Linked DNA regions of Mus musculus: all the other regions are linked to region 1. A link is a contact called in public HiCAR-type and promoter capture Hi-C data. All regions are on one chromosome and are shown on one strand. Each heading gives the region's core, a stretch centred on a gene start, on an enhancer-like site or on the middle of the called end of the contact. The rest is flanking DNA. Distances are from core to core; before and after follow the strand shown. Region 1 holds the start of Bmp2k (BMP2 inducible kinase). Region 2 holds the start of Rasgef1b (RasGEF domain family, member 1B). Region 3 holds the start of 4930524J08Rik.

What was found. Promoter capture Hi-C pulls out the DNA fragments that hold promoters and counts their contacts. HiCAR-type assays count read pairs that join an accessible place to other places.
Region 2: a promoter capture Hi-C map of hippocampal neurons shows a contact between it and region 1, with 4 times the contacts expected there. The contact joins the promoter of Rasgef1b here to the promoter of Bmp2k in region 1. A contact is called at or near these places in 2 of 39 promoter capture datasets (hippocampal neurons and pre-B cells), 1 of 115 datasets of contacts at active chromatin or transcription factors (astrocytes) and 1 of 9 other capture datasets (liver).
Region 3: a HiCAR-type map of astrocytes shows a contact between it and region 1, with 5 times the contacts expected there. The contact joins the promoter of 4930524J08Rik here to the promoter of Bmp2k in region 1. A contact is called at or near these places in 4 of 39 promoter capture datasets (hippocampal neurons, liver and pre-B cells), 2 of 115 datasets of contacts at active chromatin or transcription factors (acute myeloid leukemia and astrocytes) and 1 of 9 other capture datasets (liver).

What each region holds. Positions count from the first base shown.
Region 1 is chr5:96,996,267-96,998,966 of GRCm38.p6, forward strand. Bmp2k (BMP2 inducible kinase) reads left to right here and starts at 1,423. Exons shown (of 16, transcript NM_080708.1): 1 at 1,423-1,830. The coding sequence starts at 1,662.
Region 2 is chr5:99,251,536-99,254,235 of GRCm38.p6, forward strand. It overlaps Rasgef1b (RasGEF domain family, member 1B), which reads right to left and starts at 1,392. Exons shown (of 14, transcript NM_181318.4): 1 at 1,179-1,392.
Region 3 is chr5:99,977,628-99,980,327 of GRCm38.p6, forward strand. 4930524J08Rik reads left to right here and starts at 1,308. Exons shown (of 2, transcript XM_030254981.1): 1 at 1,308-1,325; 2 at 1,410-2,039. The coding sequence starts at 1,308. The coding sequence ends at 1,925. It overlaps Hnrnpd (heterogeneous nuclear ribonucleoprotein D), which reads right to left and starts at 1,311. Exons shown (of 9, transcript NM_001077265.2): 1 at 765-1,311. The coding sequence starts at 997.

The DNA of each region.
Region 1 (2,700 bases), core at 173-2,672:
AGAAAAATTTACATTTTTTAGCTTAAGAAATTGGGAACTTCAAGCACCGTTATTATTATTTTAAATTAAAAGATCTTGGCATGCATTCCAGGCTGGCCTCCGATTCGTGGTTCTCTTGCTTCAGCTAGAATTAGCCTCGGGCTACCGAACCTATTTTCTATAGAGGCCAAGCTAGGCCTGATGGCGAGGCTTGCTCATAATCCCAGTACTAGGGGGCACAATGGCAGAGACAGGAAGATCACAAGTTTAAGGCTATCTCTGGTAGCTAATGAGGTCCAGGCCAGCTCAGGCTGTATGTGACTCCATGTCCAGGAAGTGGGCTGGAGCGAAAATCCTTCTCTTTGCACATTTTCTCCATTTTGCCATCCTTTCCACTCCCACATGCCCTCTGCCCGAATTCCTGTGCCCTTCCCACTGGCATGAGACTCTTGCAGTTTATGAAAAGTGAGGCAATCGGGAGTTCTTTTTCCAACGGGCGAATCTTTTGTTCGGGTGGGGTCAGAGATTGGTGCTGCCTCTGTTTCCAAACAGTCCTAAGTCTGCCGGCCTGGACTAAGGATCTGACCCTAACCTACTTTTTCAGAATGGCTGAAAGCGAGTAACTAAGACTTTTGATGCTCCAGGCCACAAGCCAGCTGTGTGACCTTGGGCGACAGGGTTACGTCTTCTCCAGCCAATGGCGATTAATGATATTTAAAAATCTTAATATCTTTTTCTGAACACAATCGCACGGCTCCGACATTGTACACACAGAGCTTTTAAAGCTCTCCCAAGTAATTCTTAAACCGCAGAACGCTTCTGAGAGCAAACATCCGGTACAGTGCGAGGACACCTGGGCTTCGCAAGTCGCCCCGTGGGAACCTGCGAGCTTCGCGCTGCTCCTCCGCCCACGCTCCGGGGAGCCCTGGAAAACCGATCCTCTCGGGATAGAGTCTGGAAAACTGGCTGAGACTCGAAGCCGGCAGCTTCCGAGAGTGGGTCACGCTGCTGGCGGCATTTAAGGACTCCAGAGCGGCACACACAATTCCAACCCGAGTAGCCCCACCGATCCGCGTGGGTTCCACCTCCTTGATAACCCGGACCCCGGACTTCACCCCTAGCCCCAGCCCCCACGTCGATGTGCCCGTTCCTCCTCCACGTGACACGGGCCGGAACCGTCACTTCCGGCGGCGGGGACAGCGCGCTTGCGCGCGGGGCTCGGCGCCCGGCTCTGCAAGCGGTTGGCACCGGCGCCGCGCCCCCCAACAGCCGCAAGGGGCGGGCGGCATCGGTGTGAGCCGGGCCGGGCCGAGCTGCGGTCTCCAGGGCACGCAGGCCGCCGGGCCTAGCGCCACGCCCCCCTCGGCCGGCCCCTCCCTCTTCCCGGGCAGCTCGCGCCCCGCGCGCCAGGCTCCGCCCCGGCCCCGCCCCGGCCCCGCCCTCCCCGCTGGCTCTGCGGGCGCCGGGCAGCTGCAGCGGGCGGCCAGGGCTGCGCGCTCGGGACGCGCGGAATGTGAGGCGCGGCGAGCCGCTGCGCACCGACGCTCGCGCGCGCGAAGGGCGGCGACCCCTCGAAGACGGTCGGCCGCGCCCGGCGCTCCGCTGTGCGACGCGCGGGTCTGGGCTCTCGCCCTCGCGCGCCCTAGTGCCCTCCTGGTGCCCTCCAGCGCGCCGGCGGGACCATGAAGAAGTTCTCTCGGATGCCCAAGTCGGAGGGCAGCGGCGGCGGGGCGGCGGCTGGCGGGGCCGCGGGCGGCGGGCTCGGCGGCGGCTTCGCAAGCTCGTCCATGGGGGTCCGGGTGTTCGCCGTCGGCCGCTACCAGGTCACCCTGGAGGAGTCGCTGGCCGAAGGTACGGGCGCGGCGGGAGGCAGGTGAGGGAGGCCGGGGTGTGGCGGCGGCTGCGGGGCCGGCCCGGCGGCGGCTGGACAGTGGCTCCGGTGTGAAGCCGCTGGCAGCTCCGGTGCGGGCACGATTGCCTGCTTAGGAGTTTGAAATCTTTCTCTGTTCTTCCTGGCGCGAGGAAAGAAATAGAAGACGTCCCAGTAAGTGATGTGGTGTCATGATTGGACCCGTGACTCATTAGGGGGTCAGATGGAGCAGTGCTGGGACACTGTCTGGCCGGTGTCCTGCGTTGCTTTCGGGTCCGAGCCTCCCGGACTTCCAGGGCGGTGGACTCCGCTGGGGTTTGTTTCTGCTAAAAACCAAAACAAAACAGGACTCCCAAACCACTGTATATGGCTATATGTATACAGATAATATGTCTCTCTCTCTCTCTCTCTCTGTGTATGTGTGTGTGTGTTGGCACGGTCTTCCAAGTTCAGTGGCTGCTTAGGGGTGGCGTGTGGGAGTAAACTTGAAGCACGTTTATCTTCGTTGTTTAGAATCTTCACACAAGGTCCCGTTTTTTGTCCTCTCTGTGTCATTTTGTTAGTACTTTAACAGGCAAAGTGGAACAGTTTAACTTTTCCATGTGAGGTTTTGGTGGCTCTTTTATTGTCTGAAGGAGGTTATGACAGCGTGTAAAAGCATAGCTAGGGAAAACAAAGTTTACTCCGTGTTAAAAATATTTCTTGACTTTAGTTTTGTATCTCTGGTGTAATTGGTTTGTAGAAAATACTTTCTGATTTCTTATTGCATGCCTTGACCTCTGAAGTTTTGAATGTGGAATATTAAGAAATATGTTGAAAAAGTCCCTGAGAAATAATCTCTTGTATGTATG
Region 2 (2,700 bases), core at 142-2,641, 2.3 Mb after region 1:
CTTCCCCGCTTTATCCTCCCAGCTCAAGACCCGTCCTCCCAGTGAGACACTGTCAGGGCTAAATATAGCTCTACGCACACCAGCAGTTCCAGGCCATTGTCACATGGCGCTGCTGACGAAGGACTCCTTGGAGACGCGTTCACCCAAACATACATACACAAGTATGCGTGCATATTTATCCATATACACCATACGCCCCGAATCCATCTGCAAACGGGCACATTTACATTCACAAGAGAAAACTGCAGCCCAGATGCTCTCCTAGCGCCCTTTACCACGCTGTGCGAGAGAACACCTCGCCGCACTGTCAGTGCCTTAGCCACAGTGCTTCGCCTGAACTGAACCAATTTGGATGGGGTAAGGTGGCAAGGAATAGTCAAATCACACGCACACTCAGAGAGAGAGACAGAGAGACAGAGACAGAGCGATAGAGCGAGAGAGCGAGAGAGAACACCTCCGTTTCCGCGTTTGCCCTTTTCTCTAGTACAGTGCTGCTGAAGTTATTCCCGGGGCTCTCCAATAAAGAGGAGCCTCCCTCACGCACTCAGCCCACGAGGCTACCAGGTACCCCGGGCCACGTTATTATCACCCAGGCTAGTGTCCGAAGGCAACTCACCTGGGTCACAAAGCAAAACAAAAAACAGGCTACTTGTTCAAGTTTGCATACGAGCCTGGGGAACACACAAGTCCTGTTTCCCTGACTGTTCCTGGGAGTCAGACCTTAAATTATAAGGAAACTGCAGCAAAAAATAAACAACAGCCTGAACACTCTCAAGCACCCTAGGAAACTAGCCAAAAAGTACATGGAAACAACCCTAGGTATGCACAAGAAGCTGAGAGGGAAAGCAAAAAGGATGAACGAGACTCCAACTCAGACAAACCCTCAATATCTAAGATCTCCAAACAGAAGGCCTGGCCGGGGCGAGGCGCAGCACAGCGTCCCCAGATCCCCGGGTCCCCGGGTCGTCAGTGCTCAGCCCCGCACCTGTTGGGAGCGCGGCAGCCCGGGGCACGGAAGCAGCAGGCGCGAGAACTCCTAGTTCTGTGGCTCTGCCAATGCTCGCCAGCCGAGGATCTCCCGCCACGCCGGGGCGCACTGGACAGCCGGCGCCGTTCCGGAGCAGCGCCGGCGCAGCCCGCTCCCGCCATCCCGCCGCGGGGTCCCCTGGAGCACCTACCCGCACACAGCTCGGAGCCTCTGCCTCCTGGCTGCCGTACCGAGGCGCCCCAAAAGGCGAGCTCAGGACCGGGAAGGGTCGAACGCCAGAAGAAAGGGAAAACCCGCCGATCCAGTCGGGGTCCTTGTTTATACTGAAACTCCAGCCCGAGCCGCGCACACCCCCTTGCTGGGGAAATGCCCGCCTCCTGCCGCAGGCCACGCCCCCGCCCGCCGCAGGCCACGCCCATCCTGCGCTGGCCAATCGTGGCGCAGCTCTCCGCCCACGCCGCCCTGCAGCGGGCGCTCGGGGACTTGCCAGGGTTCCGCGGGTAGGGACTCCCGTGACGCTGCGGCCGTACCCACCCACGCTGCAGAGGCTGGCTTGCTGGCGCAGCGGGTCTCCGCAGCCTGGGCAGGGCCCACTCCGGCGCGCGTTTCCTCCTTCGTGTCGCTGCCCGCGGCTGTTTGTGCACTCATGTGTCGCCGAGTGTGTATTCATTTGCCTTGTGTGCTCTACCTGTAAATACCGGCTCGACTCGTTGTACAGTATCTATTATCATAATTATGAGCTGAAGGTTACTGTCCGTGTAACTTTCGGAGGAGATCTGAGAGGAACCACGAAGCACTTGCTGAGTGTTGGGTATTGTAATAAACGCTGGGGGCACACTGGTGGCCGCAACCGGCTGGTCCCAGAAGCTTACTGGCTCCTGGAGGGCAAACGCTAAATAAACTGCTATTCAATCCACATGTAAAATTACAGGTGTTAGAACTTTCGCAAAGGAAAGGAAGATACTCTAGTGTGTAAGGCTGGTCCTCGGTGAAGGTTGTTTTTATCATTGTAGACAGCTACTTAATTGAATCAGCCATTGAATACCTGATAACTATTTTAGAAAAGAAAAAAATAAATATAGAGGTAAGAACTCAATACTCTCCTACGCGTGATAGAAAGGTAAGGGAAGAAGTTGAAATAAAGATACCTTACCCATGGGGGGAAATGCACAAGATTTGGAGACTTTGCAGCTGTGACCCTGAGTATGAAAAGCAGGCTTTGTAAGCTTCCGTTCATACATAAACACTGTAGGACCATCCCATAGACTGTAATTGGCCTTATTAACATGGAGCAACACGGTTCCTCCTCTAAGGTCCCTGCATCTTCTCTCTGGGATGGAAAGAGCCTCTTTTAACCTAACGTTCATGTTCCTTGGCTGGTCTTGGCTGGTCCCTGTCTCTCTCATACTTCCTGCTTCACTATCCTACGCATATTCTACAGATGCTTCTCCTTAAGCCCCGCAGTTTATTCTAAAAACCCTGAGCCTTTTGTTTATCTCTGGTGTCTGTTCTGTGAAGGAGAATGGGTCCACACAAGGAGCCGACTTCCATCCTGAGTCAATTAACAAGTAGACCATATGACACTGGGCAAAGCACACTCTTCCTGCTCACATAGCAAGAAACTAAAAGGGCTGAACTAAACCAGTATTTCTTAGTAGTGCCACCAGAAAAGCCCTTTGTAACATCTGTGAGCTCTCAAGACTGCTGAGAAG
Region 3 (2,700 bases), core at 58-2,557, 3.0 Mb after region 1:
GGCAGAATGGGGGAAGGGCAACCGCAGGCGGGAGGTGGAAGAGCCCCAGTCAAGTACAGGCCCCATCGACCAGGAAGGACTTAAATGGAGCCCGCGGAGCCACACCAACGCGCCAGCAGACCAGGGACTTTGGCAGGCCCGGTCTGTCTACAGCACAAACGCAGGGCCTGTAGGAGCGTGTCGTGGTGACAGCGTAAAGTGGACAGAACGAACGAATCCTAAGACGAAAACTATTTAAAAGCAATGGCCTGCGGCCGACGCGGGAGAAAAGAGAGGTGGACAGCCTACAGCTTTCCCAAAGCAAGAGCGTGTCAATAATCGCACCGTCTCGGGGGCGAGGGCGAAGCGCCCGACCAACCTTGGCAACCCTGGTAAAAAGCTTTTCTGTGCGTTTGCATTTTTAAGCCTAAGAGGTTAGAAATCCGGGAGACGTGGGGGTGGGGTGGGAGGGTAAGCTCCGACAGGCGGGAAAAAATCCTGGCGGCCACATCGGTGGGAGGAGACCCGCGGCGAGGGAGGAAAGAGGGCGGGCCGCGGAGTAGCATGGTGACGGCTAAAGGTGGAAACGTGTGTGATGGGGGAGGGGGCGAGCAGGCAGGGAAGGAGATGCAGGCCCGGGGGGGAGCCCGAGGTACAAGAGGGGCGGCCGAGGGGGCGACTGCACTGGGGCCTGCGGGCGGGCGGGCGGTCGCGGGAGCGAGGCCTAATGGCGGGGAGGGGGAGGGGGCCTGGCGAGCGGCTGCCCGGGGCCGCCCCTTACTCACCCTTCATCCTCCTCGTTCTTACTGGCGTCGATCTTGGCTCCCTCTGCCTCGGCGCTGCCTCCTTCGGTGCCTCCGGCCGCAGAGCCGCCGCCGCCGCTCCCGCTTCCCGCCGCCGCCGCCGGCCCCTGCGCCGCCGCCGCCACCATGGCTCCCTCCTGCTCGCCCGCCGAGCCGCCTACCGCCGCCGTTGCCGCCGCCGCCGCCCCGTCCCCTCCGAACTGCTCCTCCGACATAGTGCTACTGCCGCCGCCGAAGACGACACCCGCCGACGCCGCCGCCGCCGCGAACCGAAACTAGCAGCAAAGTAATCCCCGCCGCCGCCGCGCGATGCCCGCTCTACCTCGCGAGGCACCCTAGACAAGGCGCGCGCGTGGCTGCAAGGGCTCCTGCGCCTCTCCCCGGCCTGCCCCCCTCGCCTCCCACTCTCGCGCAGCGCGCTCTCTCGCTCTCCCCGGCTGCACTGAAAAAAAAAAGAATGAAGTAGCAGCGGCGGCCACTCTCGCCTCCTCCTCGCTTTAATGGCGCCGCCGCGGACCACCTAAAATGGCCGACGGAAGAACGGCGCGTCCCGGTCACGTGGCTCCGGAGCGCGCCCTTTGCGCCTCCCCCGCCCCCGTCCACCGCTAGGCCCCGCCCCCCGCGCAGGCCCCGCCCTCCCCGTCCCTTTCCGACTGGCTCTCACGCCCCGCGGTCGCGCGGCGCGGGCCTTTAAAGAGGACCGGAAGTGGCGTGCGCAAGAGGGGCGCGCGGGTACCATCGAGAACAAGGAGCGCTGGTTCGAGGGCGCGGCTAGAGAGGCCTCCCCCGCCCCCGTCCCTTGGCCCCGCCCTTCCGCGGATTCCTGGAGTCACCGGCCGCTCCTCGGCTTTGGTTGGCAGGCGCGGCCGACCTGGAGGGGTGTGGTTCGTCCATCCCCAGCGGAGACTTCGTGGAGGCTGCCCTCAGGGAGCCACGGCTGTGGGCCCCGGGACCTGCGTGGGGCAGCGGGCCGCGCCTGTGCAGTGCTCCGCCGTCCCTGCGCCGGGTGACATTGAGGCTCCGCCGCGGCGCTGTCCAAAGGCGGCTTTGATGGTCGAGGCTGCCTCTTCTCAGAGTTGCTTCCCTAGTCTTAAGCTTTGCCTCCGTTATTACAAGAGCCTAACGCCGGCCACGATTCTTTGAAGTCACTATGGATTGGGAAGTGTATGTATTAAGGTCGACTCCAGGGCTCCTTTTTTTTTACGAGTTACAGTCCTTGTATTAAACAGGATATATAAATGTCATGAATCATCTTTACGAGGTTTCTGGGTTTGTGGTGTTGAGGTGGCGATTTTATAAAAAGAAAAAAATGAAACGCCGTTAGGCGTGTGATTCACGATTTTAAAATTAATCGCTAAGAAACCTATTGGAATTCCTACTCAGGAGTTAGACTTTGAAGCTTCCTGCAAGACTTAGAAGAAAATGGAATTTCTGGTTTGGTTTGGTTTGGTTTGGTTTGGTTTTTTTTGTCGTCAACCACTCGACTGCTTAGTAAGTATCCAGTTTCCAAACAGGGTTTGGAGAAGTTTACAAAAGACAGCATACAGGGACAGGACTTCAGCCCAGCTAATTAGGTACACGCTGTAATCCCAGAACTGTGATCCCAGAGAAGGGAGGAAGGACTGTTGAGGCCAACCTGGCATTACCCCTTAGCAAAACACATAAAAAAATTTTAAATAAATGCTTCCCATGGTGTACTTTAAGTCAATTTACAGTAACTGTACATAATCTGAAAATCCCAACGATTAAAACAAGATTTATCACTACAGTTTGTTACAGAATCCATAAAATGAAAGAATATGCATCAAATAGTGGAAATGTCTTCAACATTGAGCAAATCACAGACAGGCAACCACCAAGATGATTGGCGAAAAAGAAGTGATTCCACGTTTTTCTTTACCATCCAAAAATACTGACC